2 separate regions of the Rattus norvegicus genome follow, and region 2 is linked to region 1. A link is a contact called in public Hi-C data. All regions are on one chromosome and are shown on one strand. The core of a region is the stretch at or near the end of the contact, and the rest is flanking DNA. Distances in the headings are between cores, read along the strand shown.

Region 1 (6,897 bases), core at 981-3,480:
TACTCTGCCGCTCTGCGTCTATCTCCATGTCCACCTACCACAGTTACCTCATTTGTGGACCACCCCAGGCCACTTCTTATTCATCCTTGTCATCTCTGAGCACCCAGGGCCTTGGACATACCTAGCAAGTGTTTACCACTGAACTATGTCCCCAGCACTGTTTTCCTGTCAGACAGAGTCCTCCTAAACTACCCAGGCGGGTCTCAAACTTCATCTTCCTGCCTGGAACTCTTGAGTGGCTGGGATTACAAGCATCACAGACCCAGTGTGCAATATGCTTAGGTTGGCTTTCTGTTCTATTATCTGGTGTGTGTGTTTAGATGCAGTGCCCATGGCAGCCAGAAGTGGCTTCAGATCCTCTGGAGCTGGAGTAACAGGTGGTTAGGAGCCAACTGCCTTGGGTCCTGGAAACCAAAATCCGTTCTCTGCAAAATCAGCAAACACTTTTAACTGCTGAGTACATCTCCAGACCCTGTTATCTTTATTTTTCAATGAATTGATTGGATGGGGAACAGGAAGACATGACATAATAATAAATGTAGAGTTTCCTCGAATTATTTGGAGTGTGGCCTTGGTTGTATCGACTTTGCTAGAGATATGTAAAAATACAGACCCTGCCCTATTGACAAGATCCTGGGATGCCTTTATTGATTCTGACATGCACTAGTTAAAGAAGCACCGGCCCAGAAGAAGGTGACTATAAATAGCTTAGCTGTAACTGTCCTAGGCCAAGTCTACCCAAAGCAGGGATGATCCTCCAAGAATAATTCATAAGAGAAAGAAGGCTCCAGTAGAGGAGGTGGTTCAGTTGTTAAGTGCATAAGGACTTGAGTTCAAAGCCCAGTTCCCCAGCCTGGCAGACAAAGGCCTTCTCTAAAAGAAGTAAGGTCTAAAACTGTGGTTCTTAAGCTTCCTAATGCTGCAACCTTTTAATACAGTTCCTTACGTTGGGACCCTCAAGCATAAAAATCACTTTCATTGCTACTTTGTAACCTTAATTTTGTTACTGTTATGAATTACAATATAAATATTTGATATGGGGCCCCTGTGAAAGGGTCATCGATGCCAAGGTTGAGAACCGCTGGTCTACAGTGATGGCAAGACACTGATGTCCTTCTCTAGCCTCTGTACAATCATGTGCACATACACCACACACAAATAATAATGCTTGGTGCATGTCTTTAATCCCAGTACTGAGGCAGAGACGGATCTGTGTGAGTTCGAGGCCAGCCTGGTCTACATAAATGAACATAAAGAAAGCAATCCCTTAGCGAAGAAGACTACTGACAGTGCTAATTTCAATCAAGTCTGTCAAACTGCTGTAACCTTGACTCAGTTCTCTACTCTCAGAACCTCGGGCTGCCGGCACTACAAAGTTAATGTTACACGTCATTTCTCCTCCTCATGTATAACTCGCATGGAGGCTGAGGAGAAAATCAGTTATGTCGAAGCAATGCAAAGTTGCATATTAATGCAATCTGCTTCCGGACCGAGGGCCTTGTCTTCTGCATCTACAGGGAGCGAATACTCTGGGGAGAACCTGGACTGACTTTGCCCCTCTTCCAGGTTTTCTACACAGGATGCTGAAGGAATAAGAGCCGGGCGGCCCAGCCGTCCAGCATGAGCCTTGGCGGGTTAAAAACCTCCCGAGCTCCCGGGATGCATGTGCTACCCCCGGAGTTCCTTTCTGAGCAGGCAGCCCCTTGTACCTGGGCTGAAGTGCTGAAGCTGCGGCGGAGAGCGGCACCGACAGGACGGGCGAGAGCGGACAGCATGGCTGGGACGGGCGGGGCACGGACCTACAGGCACAGCAGCTGAGAGGAGACAAGTGACTCCAACGACCTCCACTCTGCGCAGTGCCGGTCCTGTCCAGAGCCACCTGATCTCGCGATAGAAGCTTGGTTCTGCGGCACCAAATCTCGCGAGACAGGCTCGGCTAGCGCGACCAAGACCCGGCCCACTTTTCGAGTTCTCGCGGGAAAAGCCTGACGTCACGCCTCCCTATGGTCCAAAGGAATGCGGGTCTGGGCTCCGCCCACTTCCGAGATCTCGCGAGAGAGTCTCGACTTCGCTTTGTCAGATCGTTCCTTCCCCGCCGTTACGCTTTGCCCACTTCCGGGGTCTGCTGCTAGGACGGTCACAGGCATTTGGCGGAGTCTTGAGGCCGCCCCTAGCAACCTGGTGCTAGGAGGACTTGTGAAGCGCTCGCCAGAGGACAGGCTCTAGGTTAGAAGTACCTTACAGGAACCGTTAACCCAGGTGGGACTCCAGACAGACGTCCTGCCGAAGTCGCGCAGCAGGTCAGGCGGCCCCGGAGCTCCTGACCTCAGCCAGGCCCAGTTTTCCTGCCCGCGGGGATACTGGCTGGGGTCCTGGGGAGCAAAGGAAAGACGAGTCCCGGGGCAGGGTGGGCAGCAACTCCCCACCTCTGTATCCGTCAGAGCCGACCTTTCCACAGTTACACGGAGCCAAGCTTGTTGAGTTTCCAGGCGTTGCACACACCCCTGCTCGTAGTAGCGAGTACTCGCGTTACTTGGCAACAGGCGATGTGCAGGACCACGGTCCTGTGGTGCGAAGAAACGTTTGGAGATCGTGACTCGGGCTTTCGGCTTATCTCTACCCCTCAAACTTTCCAGCAGTGCAGGGAGCACGTTTCTGCAGCTCTTCCTCTTGCTTTTTCTTCTCTTTTTCCCTCCTTTTCCTTCTTACTAGTCGGGGGTATGTGTGAGCGCATAACGCATGGATTTGAAAAAAAAAAATTCCAAAGTTCACAATCAGGGCTGGAGGGATGACTCGGTGGTTAAGAGCCCTTGCCACTCTTTCAGAGTTTAGATCCTAGGACTCTAACATGTGGCTCATAACCCCCTGTAACTCTAGCTTCAAGGATAGCCATTGCCTCTGGCCTCCGCAGGCACTCATGTGTACAAACCTACGGAGACACACAGAAATAAACGGAATTTAAAATGATAAAAGTGCAAAACTAAGGATTCATACACATATACACATGCACACATATACACCTACATACATTCGAATGCATGCTACACACATAGAAAATATTCAGGAGGATTCATGTGAGTTTGAGGCCAACATAAAACTGTTAAAAAACAAAACAAAACAAAATAACAACCACACACACAAAAAAGTGGAAGATTTGGGGTTAGAAAAGGAACTGGAAGAGGGGGCATGGGTTGGGTTTGACCAAAACACTTTACATGAATGTGAAATTCTCCAGCAATAAAATGTAAGTTCAGGGGTTGGGGATTTAGCTCAGTGGTAGAGCGCTTGCCTAGGAAGCGCAAGGCCCTGGGTTCGGTCCCCAGCTCCAGAAAAAAAGAACCAAAAAAAAAAAAAAATGTAAGTTCAGTGTCCCAGCTCTGCTTAAGAAGTCCTATAATCTGAGGTACTTGGAGGCTGAAGCAGGATGGTAGTAAGTTCAATGACTCATTCTGGCTGGGGACAGTGACAGAGAAAGCAAGGCTGGTGGTAACAACACGAGAGATAAAAAACATAGCAACACATGAGAGTTCACAGTGGTTGACTGACTCTGTCTTCCGTGGTCTCTACCTCTTTGCTGGATTGATAAAGTGCACTACCAGCCCAGTCTGGAATTGGATATGCCTCCCCTGGTTCTTTCCTGCCTTTTTTCCTTGGGGAGTGGAATCTAGTGGGCATCTGACTATCATTTGGAGAAGTGATACAGTGCTGTGTGAACCTGGGAAAAATGGGTTTGGAATGGAGATCATGTTAAAGAACCTTCCAGAAGGGGTTGGGGATTTAGCTCAGTGGTAGAGCGCTTGCCTAGCAAGTGCAAGGCCCTGGGTTCCGTCCCCAGCTCCAGAAAAAAAAAAAAAAAAAAAAAAAAAAGACAAAAGAACCTTCCAGAAGATGAGCCATCTAAACTGAGACCTGCCAGATGAATGGGTGGGTCTCAATGGGACCCCTGGAGGAGGGAAGTGTCTCTTGTCTGGAAACTTGCCTATAATTAGTGAGCTGATAATATGGTTCAGTGGGTAAAGAAGCTTGCCACCAAACTTGATACCTGAGTTCGATCTCCAGGACCCATGCAGTGGAAGGAAAAAAAAAACCATGCTGTTGATTCTTCAGAAGTGGGAAGTGTGTAGGCAAGTGAATGGAAGAGGCACGGAAATGTAGACTTGTATTCAGGGAGACACTTTATTTCTGTTGGGTGGGGATATTTGGATAAGATATATTGGATCTTATCTCTGGACTATATGTTCTGGTAATTGTTTAACTTTCTGACGTCATCTAGGGATCAGGAGGTATGTATGTATTAATCATTAGTTAATTAATTTTGCTCTTCTGAGACAACGTTTCTCTGTGTAGTCCTCTGGCTCTCCTGAAATTGTAAATCGGACTGACAAACTCTACCTCCCAAATGCTGGGATTAAAAGCATGCCGCTGCCACCACCACCTATTATTTTTTTAAGGCAGGGTATAATGTACCCCAGGTTGCCCTCAGACTTTCTGTGTAGCCAAGGATGGTCTTGAACTCCTGATCTTCCTGCCTCTAATTCCAGAGTGATGCTATTGCAGGCTTGCATCAATATACCCAATTTATGCAGTGTTGGTGATGCAATCCAGGCCCTTGTGAAAGGTGGGCAAGCACTGTACACACTGAGCTCATCTCATTCTGTTTGTTCAACTTGAGACCATTCTGAGAGTGGGCCCTACTGAATTCTGATAGAGTTGAATGAGTTTAGAGGAGGTTGGAAACATCAGGTGTTCAGAGCCCCTGAAAACTAGCCAGGAACCTTGGGTCTGATTCTTGGGGTGTGTCTAGCAAAGCTTTTGGGATCATCACAAGCATGTCAGGGGGAAACAGGACTTGATTTCAACACAAAGGATCTCAGGGCCTGAGGATACAAGGGATGAGTGGCTGGGATTTTGGGGGGAGACTACACAATGAGATGGCTGGAATGTGAAGGAAGGGGGGAGCCAGAGAAGGATAGAGGTGGGACAAGTACAGGCTCCACAGCACCTCATAAAGTTGCATGTGCATGGTGGTGCCAGCCTTTATTCCCAGCACTTAAAAGGTACATGAAGAAAGGAGGACCAGAAATTTAAGATCATCCTTGACTCTATAGAGACTTTTAAGGTCAGCCTGGGTTACATGAAACCCTGTCTCAAAACTAACGATAATAAAAAGGGATGTGTTGCTAGAAAGATGGCTCAGAAGTTAAGAGTTTGTACTACTCTTACAGAGGACCTGAGCAGTTCTCAGCACCTGCTTGAGATAACTCACAACTGCCTAATAGCTCTAACTCTGGGGGATCCAGCTCCCTTTCCTGACCTCCATCAGCTCCTGCTTTGACATTGCTCATAGCCATGCACACATACACTTAAACAAAAACAAAGTTAAGTCGTTTCTTAATGAGTCAGGCATGGTGGTATATACCTTTGATCCCAGCACTAGGAGGCCAGAGGCAGGTAGATCTCTTTGAGTTCCAGGCCAACCAGAGATGCATAGTGAGAGCCTGTCTTGACAAACGAATGAATGTGTTGAATCAGGCTGGGGAAAGTATACGTAGGTCAAAAGGGAAGTTGGGTTATGTGGAAGGAAGACTGGGAAAAGAGCTACATTTGAGGCTGAATTGAGTTTACTGTTGAGTTATTTCCAAGAGGGGGACATGCTGCAAGAAGAAATGTCAGTAAGACAGACAGACACCAGAGTTGAAGCCATTCCCTACAGAGAGGAGAGTTGTGTTTAGGAATGTGTTCAGTGGGACTGGGGATTTAGCTCAGTGGTAGAGCGCTTACCTAGGAAGCGCAAGGCCCTGGGTTCGGTCCCCAGCTCCGAAAAAAAAAGAACCAAAAAAAAAAAAAAAAAAAAAGGAATGTGTTCAGTGATAGAATGCTTGCCCAGTGCGCATAAAGCCCTGGATTTCATCCCTAGAACCACTGTCCTAGGGTTTCCTTTGCTGTGATAAAACACTAAACCAAAAGCGTCTTGGGGAGGGAAGAGTTTATCCCATCTTACAGTGTGTAGTCCATCTTCAGGGAAGTCAGGGTGGGATTCTGGAGGGAGTTGTTGATGTGGTGGCAATGGAAGAGCAGTGCTTACTGGCTTGCACCTCATGACTTGCTCAGCCTGTGTTCTTATAGCATCCAGGACCACCAACCCAGGGGTGGGACTGCTCACAGTGAGCTTGGACCTCTCATATCAATCAGCCAATCAAGAAAATGCTCTACAGACTTAGCACAGACCAGTCTGGTGGGGGCATTTCCTCAATTGAGATTCCCTCTTCCAAAATGACACTTGAGTGTTTCAAGCTGACCTAAAACAGCCAGCACAGCCCCGCGAACAGGGCATGGTAGTTAGTGCTTGCATGCTTGTAGTCCCAGCACTCAGGTCCGAGATGACTTCAGGAGCACCAGAAGTTCAGGATCATTCTCTGCCTGCACAAGGGAGACACTGTGGGCATGAGAGACTGTAGTCATCAATTTTCTACTCTGCACCTCCCTGGGCTCCCTCCCCACTGTAACCCTGCTATACTTTGTGTCTGGGAAGGAGTAACTTACTATCTAGTGGCTTTTCCACTCAGCCCATCTGAAATGATTTGATTGTTGGAAAACACTTCTATATTCTGATTCTGTCTGCCTCTCTAAACACCAAGGTTATTGTTCTGATTTTGTGTCAAGCTATAGCTCTCAGTGCTTTGCCCCTAAGATAACTCAGGCCGTCCCTGTGCTCAGGAAGTCAAGGCAGGTCCCTGCTTTTAAAGCAAATAAACAGAATGAAACAAAGGACAGTGCATCTCTGAAGTCAACTTGGATCTTTTTGTTTTTCTTTTTGTTTTTTTTTTTTCATTTTACATTCACTGGTGTTTTGTCTGCATGTATGTCTGGGGGAGAATGTCAGACCTTGGAGTTACA
Region 2 (7,568 bases), core at 2,240-4,739, 230 kb after region 1:
TGTCTGTTTTTCTTTTTTTTTTTTCAATTTTTTAAAAAAAGATTTATTTTATTTTATGTATGAGTACTGTGTTGCTGTCTCAGACATACCAGAAGAGGGAATCAGATCCATCACAGATGGTTGTGAGCCACCATGTGGTTGCTGGGAATTGAACTCAGGACCTCTGGAAGAGCAGTCAGTGCTCTTAACCGCTGAGCCATCTCTCCAGCCCCCAATGCCTGTCTTTCTTTGGTCTCTGTTTCTCCTGCTCTCCAGATGACCCTGGTTCAGTTGCTTTGGGCTGCAAGAACCTGGGTATCCCAACCAGGGCTCTGCAGACCCAACTGAGACCTGTAGATATCCTCAAACCAGGTCTATCTATGCTAAATAGATCTGAACTATTTGGGACACAGTTTGCCCATTACGTGCTTACACAGGTACCCTGGGAGCCAGAAAGGGATATCCGGTCCCTTGGAGTTGGAGTTAATGATGGTTATAAACTGTTTGACACCAGCACTGGGAACTTAACTCTGAACAGCAACTGAATTCTCTCCAAACTTGCAGTGTGTGTGTGTGTGTGTGTGTGTGTGTGTGTGTGTGTGTGTGTGTTTACCCATGTGGCGGTTAGAGGACTACTTGCAAGAATCAGTTTTCTTGTTTCCATGAGGATCCCAGGAATCGAACTCACATTGCCAAGTTGGGTGGCAGGTGCCTGTTAGCTGCCGAGCCATCTCACTGCCCTTGTCTTATTATTTTGGGCTGGTCTCGTGTAGCTGAGGCTGCTCCAGAACTTGCTATGTAGCCAAGGAGGACCCTGAACGTTTGAGCCTCCTGCCCCTGTCTTCTGAGTACCGGGATGACAGGCACACACCAGCAAACTGTGCCCGGTTTAGGCAGTGCTGAGGATGGGATCCAGGGCTTCCTGGATGCTTAGAGAAGCACATTGACAAGTGGACTGTATCCCCACCCCCAGCCCTGGGTCCTTCTTTTTTGACCTGTTCTATCTCACAGGAAAACTAGCTGTCTTGAATCTTTCCCTGCTCGGTGCCTCCGAACCACAAATTCCTCCTTCCCACTCTGGTTTACTCTAATAAGAACTGGGCTGATCCCTTAATCCTTGTTTAAAAGGCTGGTGTTTATTGATGCCATAAAATCTGAACAAGGAGGCCTAAATCTGTCCTTAGCTGAGCCCAGAGCATAAGACCAGTGTGGAACTCAGAATGGCCACACCAAGGTCAGAGTGTGAGAGGCACTGTCTGTCCCACTGGTGTTCTTCGTTGAAATCATTCCCTTGGGTACCGGGGTGGTAGATCATTGACAAAGTACTTCTCTTACAAGCACAAGGATTTTGAGTTGATTCCTTGAATCCACATCAGACACACAAGAACATGCATGATACATACACGCACACCACCACCACCACCACCACCAAATAGACCTGGTAAGTTTTGGTTTTTTTTTTAATATTTATTTATTTATTTTATGTATAAGTACACCATAACTGTCTTCAGACACACCAGAAGAGGGCATCAGATCTCATTACAGACGGTTGTGAGCCACCATGTGGTTGCTGGGATTTGAACTCGGGAAGAGCAGTCAGTGCTCTTAACCGCTGAGCCATCTCTCCAGCCCCCACCTGGTGGGTTTTGCTTGTAATCCAAGAAGCAGAGGTGGGGGGGGATCCCTAAGGCTTGTTAGAGTATTTAGTGAGCTCAAGGCCAGAAAGAAACCCTATCTCAAAAAAAAAAAAAAAAAAAAAAAAAACCCACAATGTAAAGGGTTGGAGAGATAACACGGAGGTTAAGAGTGCTGGCTGGGGTTGGGGATTTAGCTCAGTGGTAGAGCGCTTGCCTAGCAACCGCAAGGCCCTGGGTTCGGTCCCCAGCTCCGAAAAAAAAAAAAAAGTGCTGGCTGTCCTTCCAGAGGTCCTGAGTTCAATTCTTGGCAACCACATGGTGGCTCACAAGCGTTTATAATGGGATCCGATGCCCTCTTCTGGTGTGCAGGCATACATGCAGGCAAAACACTGTATACACAATAAAGAAATGTTAAACACACACACACACACACACACACACACACACACACACACACACACACACACACAGAGTACTGGCTGTCCCGGAACTCAGTCTATAGACCAGGCTGGCCTTGAACTCAGGGATCCATCTGCCTCTGCCTCCTGAGTGTTGTGACTAAAGCTGTGGGCCGCCACCACCTGTCTTGGAACACTGTCTTTAAAGCGTCCCACTGGTGTGATCGCTCAGGTAAGTTGCTACTAAGCCTACGACCCACGTCAGCTCTCTGGGATCCACATGGTAGGGAACAGAATCTTGTTTGCTTTCTGACCTCCACAGGTGCACTGCCGCGTGAGCACAGTCCCACACATACACACAGGTACATAATTCACACACATTAACAAAAGCCAAGCATCGTGGTCCACGGAGATTCGAGGGACTCGGCTATATAATGAGTTTGATGCTGTCATTCATTAATCAAAACATTGCCTAGTACAAGTGAGACGTGTACTGGGTTCTTGAACAGATAGATGAATAGCATCATCAATTTTTTTAAATTCTTAACGGTGCCACTGGTTCTGTTAGTAGAGAACGTGTAACATTTTCTTTGCTGAGGAGCACACGTCCCAGTCTGTAGATGCTCCCAGAACAGGATGGGAGGAGTGGACCCTGCTATAGATAAACAAGGAGCATCTGTTGGGGTTTCTACCAAGGTAAGGGAAAGCTCTGGGGAGATACCCGCAGTCAAAGTCCAGTACTTGGGGACCCGGGTCGGCGATCCTCCAGAACTGGCAGATAGGAATGCACGGGGAGGAGACTTCGAGAGCCACTAAGGCCGCCATCGCCGGACCACACTGATGCGGAGTTCCCCGGCAAGCCTGGTGAAAGCGGTGCAGCCATGCTTCCCTTGATCTGCCTTTCCGTCCCCCTCGGGAACTCGTGGCGCCGGCTGGACGGCAGCTCTTCGAGCTCAGCAACCCGCAGCAGAGAAGGGCCCAGGAGGTGGCGCTTCGAGATAGGGTGGAGTCTCAAGGGCTGGTCTGTAGCAGCCAGGCCCTGCCCCATTAAGATGACGGACAAGCCTTCAGAGCAATCATGGTGCTCTTTTGGTCCTGTAGGGTGGGAACAAAGGAGGAGTGACGGATGTAGGGTGGAGCAGCAAAAAAATGGTGAGGGCAGCTCACGAAGCCAGCCCTGCTGTGTTGACAGATAACTCTTCAGACCAATGACAGTGCATTTCTAGGCCTGGAAGGCGGTGTATCGATCATGGGGCGGAGCCTCGGGGAGGGAGCAAGAGCCCACCAGGTCCTGCCCACAGAAGTTAACGGACAAACCTTCAGACCAGTCATAGCATGCCGACCGCTCTGAGGCGGGCCAGCCGGTGAAGTGAGCGGAGCGCCTCCGAAGTGGGAAAAGGGATGTGGGGAAAAGCCTCTTGGAGAGATGGGGTGGGTCCTGAGGGAGATGGACAGCGCTGTCAACCAATGGAAGACGTAATCTGTCCCCGTTAGCGCCGGATCCCCGCGGGTAGGGAGGGGCGGGAGGCGCCGCGGGGATCCCGGGGCGGCCGAGGGCCCCTGACTCTGTTCACCCAGACAACATGGACCGGATGGCCAGCTCCATGAAGCAGGTACCCAACCCGCTGCCCAAAGTGTTGAGCCGGCGCGGGGTTGGTGCTGGGATGGAGGCTGCGGAGCGCGAGAGCTTCGAGCGGACTCAGGTGAGATTCGAGAACCCTGGGGCATCCCTGGGGGCACCTGGAGTGATGCAGGGTGCTAGAGAGGCTTGGAACGGAGTGAGTCTTGCAGTCCCGGGAGGGAATTAGGCAAGGTGGCTGCGATCAGAATCATTTTGGGGTGCGGAACTAGGCGGGTCCCAGGGAGGTCCGGGACCTGGGCATCCCTACTGGCACGGGGGTCGGGGTGTACTCCGGGGAACTGCAGATTCCTGCAACTGAGAGAATAGCCTCGGCGAGCACCATCAGAGGTCACAAGGGAGGCCAAAGGGAGTCGAAAAGGGACTGATGGAAGGGGTGCTCCTGGGTAGGGGAAGCACTTGGAAGTCACTCGGTTTTTGCAAGTGTGGGGACACCAACGTAGAGGTGTAAAGGGTGGCTCTGATCGCTTTACTTTAGTATTGACTTCTTCCTTCATTCCCCAGCATCTCGTTCAACGGTGCCTCTAACTTGGCTCTCAGCAGCCCCAGCTGTTGGCCTCAGAGGCTGCGCCAAAGGGGTCTGAGTGATGGGAGGGACCGTAGGAAATGTGAAGTGTGGTCCAACTTGGAAAATGACCCCCGGGGGTTTGGAGAAATGGGGACGCGTGTAGGAATTGCGACGCTTGGACTGTCAGACCCTCGCGTGTCGGGTTAAGCTCTCCAGTGATACATAGAATCCTGATTTGCGGTTTTCCTTTCACCCTCCAAAATATGCCTGACAGCTACTAAGCAGACCGCCTGCCTTGTCTGGTCTGACCAGGGCAGATGGCCAAAATTCCACCGCGGTTATCAACAAAAAGCCACTATCCACTTTTATCTCAAGCTTTTATGCATGCTGTATCGATCGGACCGAGTCAAGTAGTGAGGCGCTGGGTGTGTAGTTACCAATTCATCTGTATGTAAAATCTGAGAGTACAACCCTTCGGATCCCACTGCGGAAGCTGGGCCCGTAGATTTCTTGTTCTCCTCTGGCTCTCCAAGTTCTACTTTGAAGATCGAGTTGACTTCAGCCAGAGGCAGCTCCCCTGTGGTGTTCTGTGAGTAGAAAAGGTGGAAGAGATAGGAGAGCCCGTGAGTTCTATAAATGGACGGTGCACGGAAGACAGCCTTTTCACCCCAGGGGACTTTAATCCACCTCTTGTTTCTGAGACCCCTGGATCCACTTCTTGTGTCTGGGGGAAAAAAGGGGTAGTTGTACCCGGGGAGGAGGAGAACCGGCATTCACTTACCTCTCAATGTCTAAGGGTTTTTGGAACTTTTTTAATTTCTCAGATCTTCTGAACTTTGGGCATTGCTGCCAAAAGGAAAAAGAAAGTTTTCATCTTCTCCCCGCTACAAACCTCTTTTATTTTTAAACTGAAAGAGGAAAATAAGCCGGAGCTATTTTGTGACATCCAACCGTCTGAGAATCTCTGATAGCTTAAAACTGGAGCAGTAAGTTAGACATAAAAGTTTGAGCTTGGGGTTGGGGATTTAGCTCAGTGGTAGAGCGCTTGCCTAGCAAGCGCAAGGCCCTGGGTTCAGTCGTCAGCTCCAAAAAAACAAAGACAAAACAAAACAAAAGTTTGAGCTTAGGCCCAGTGGAGCTGGCTAAGGGGCCACCTGCGTTTCATGCCAGGGAAGGAGCCATGTTGCCCTCTGACTTCAGTTTTGAGCTGCGCCATGAACACCCCTCCATACACACACACCCAAAATTACATTAAGAGTGTTTTTGAAAGTTTGAAATTAATAGACAGTGATAGAAATTAGGCATTTGAGGGGTTGGGGATTTGGCTCAGTGGTAGAGCGCTTGCCTAGGAAGCACAAGGTCCTGGGTTCAATCCCCAGCCCCGAAAAAAAAAGAAAAGAAAAAAAAAAAAAGAAAGAAATTAGGCATTTGAAATGTTTCCAGCCACAACTAACATTTTTCCTAGTTACCCAGGGAATACTCAACAGGAAGACTGGTAGGTCAGTGTCTAATTTTACCTTCGTAGAACACTTGTTATTAGTCAGATTTGGTGTGTGTGTGTGTGTGTGTGTGTGTGTGTGTGTGTGCATGTGTGCACACGCATTGAGATATACTACAGCAGAGTTTTTCAGTTATGGAAACTCCTCCCTCCCCTTTTTTTCTTTTCTTTTTGATTTTTACAGATAGGGTTTCTCTGTATAACAGCTCTGGCTGACCCGGAACTCACTTTGTAGATCAGGCTAGCCTCAGACTCACAATGGTCTGCCTGCCTCTGCCTCCCAAGTGCTGAGGGTTTTTTTTTTTTTAATTTTTTGTTTGTTTTGTTATTGTTGCTTTTGTTTTATTTGAGTGAGGATCTTACTGTGTTGCTCAGGCTAGCCTGGAACTCAGCTATGTAGACCAGGCTGGCCCTCAAACTTTCATCTCCCTGCCTTGGCCTCCCTAGTGCTCAGATTACTGGCATGAGGCAGCACAATCCAACTGAGTTGTTGAAATTCTCTCAAGCTGGCAGGCATGGTGGGACACTTTGACAATCCCAGCACTCAGGAGGCAGAGGCAGGAGGATCCTTGCCAGTGTGGTCTCCATAGCAGATTCCAGGCTAACCATGCCTATACATAGGGAGACCCTATCTGCAAAAGAATGTCAGTAACCCAAAAGTTACAAAATATAAGCAAAATGAACCAACAAAACCACTGATATCTTCAGAGACCAAGAGAATCAGCAAGGGTTTTATAATAATTGTAGCTAATGACTGCGTTTGGAGGCCCACTAAATACCGTGGCCTATTTGCTTTCTTTAATCTTCTCAAGAGCTGATGGAGTGGTTACCAACCCCAGTTTGCTTAGAGGAAATTGAGGCCTACCAAAGTTAAATAACTTGTTGGGTAAACACAGTTGGAAGTGGTCCCAACCTTTAACCATTGCCTTGCTACCTCGGAGTCCTGAGCAGCCCTGGAAGATGATTGAGTTCTGTTCGTTTCTTTTCGTCTTGAGACAGGGTGTCTTGTAGTTCTGCTGCTCTCTAACTAGCTATGAAGACAAAGATGGTCTCGAACCCCTGATCCTCCTGCCTCCACCCGAGTGCTGGGATTGCAGGGGTGCCCCCCACCAAGGCTGGTTTTAGGCAACACTAGCGATGGAACCCAGAGCTTCATGCATGCTAGGCAAGCCCTCTCCCAAGCAAGCTGTCACTATGCCACAGCAGACAGCTCTGTTTTGGGGCCGAGCACTCGGTGATGTGCTTTGATGGAATTATGTGCCCTCGGGTCTAACTTTCCTAATCCTCAATTTCCCAACTGTAAACTACAGATAGCACGGGGCCAGCTGGGGAGGTGGCTCAGTGATTATGCTTGGTGCACCATCTTGGGGACCTGGGTTCAGATCCCCAGAATCCACATTAAAAGAAAATGAAACAGGTGTAGCTCCTGTTTTATCCAAATCAGTGAGATTCAAGGTCAGTGAACCATCTCCAAAAAAAAAATGTGGAAGGAAATAGAGGAAGACACCCAGTGTAGACCTCTGGCCTGTACATGTGCACACACAGAGAAGTATGCTTCTGGGCACATAAGTATACAACACACATATATAAAATAAACATAATAGGGGCTGGAGAGATGGCTCAGGAGCTCTTCCAGAGGTCCTGAGTTCAAATCCCAGCAACCACATGGTGGCTCACAACCCTCTTCTGGTGTGTCTGAAGACAGCTACAGTGTACTCGTATAAATCAGTCAATCAATCAATAAAAACATAATATTTAACCTTGCAGTGTATGGAGAGGTGTTCTTGGCACAGCGTGAGGATGGAGGTCAGAGGACAGCTTGGTGTGCAATACATTAAGTATTAAATGACAGCATTTTGCAAATTATGGGCCACTATTGTGGTTTTTTTTCTATGTCGCAAGAATAGCC

What was found. A called contact is a pair of places that touch in the nucleus more often than the background predicts.
Region 2: a Hi-C map of hepatocytes shows a contact between it and region 1, with 2.0 times the contacts expected there. The contact joins the promoter of Hip1 here to the promoter of Styxl1 in region 1. A contact is called at or near these places in 3 of 12 Hi-C or Micro-C datasets (hepatocytes, kidney and liver) and 1 of 1 datasets of contacts at active chromatin or transcription factors (oligodendrocytes).

The regions. Positions count from the first base shown.
Region 1 is chr12:26,541,965-26,548,861 of GRCr8, forward strand. Styxl1 (serine/threonine/tyrosine interacting-like 1) reads left to right here and starts at 2,231. Exons shown (of 9, transcript NM_001037788.2): 1 at 2,231-2,259. Mdh2 (malate dehydrogenase 2) reads right to left here and starts at 1,877. Exons shown (of 9, transcript NM_031151.3): 1 at 1,710-1,877. The coding sequence starts at 1,775.
Region 2 is chr12:26,766,458-26,774,025 of GRCr8, forward strand. Hip1 (huntingtin interacting protein 1) reads left to right here and starts at 3,490. Exons shown (of 31, transcript NM_001415756.1): 1 at 3,490-3,717. The coding sequence starts at 3,598. It overlaps LOC120095918 (a long non-coding RNA gene), which reads left to right and starts at 3,724. Exons shown (of 2, transcript XR_005491893.2): 1 at 3,724-7,568.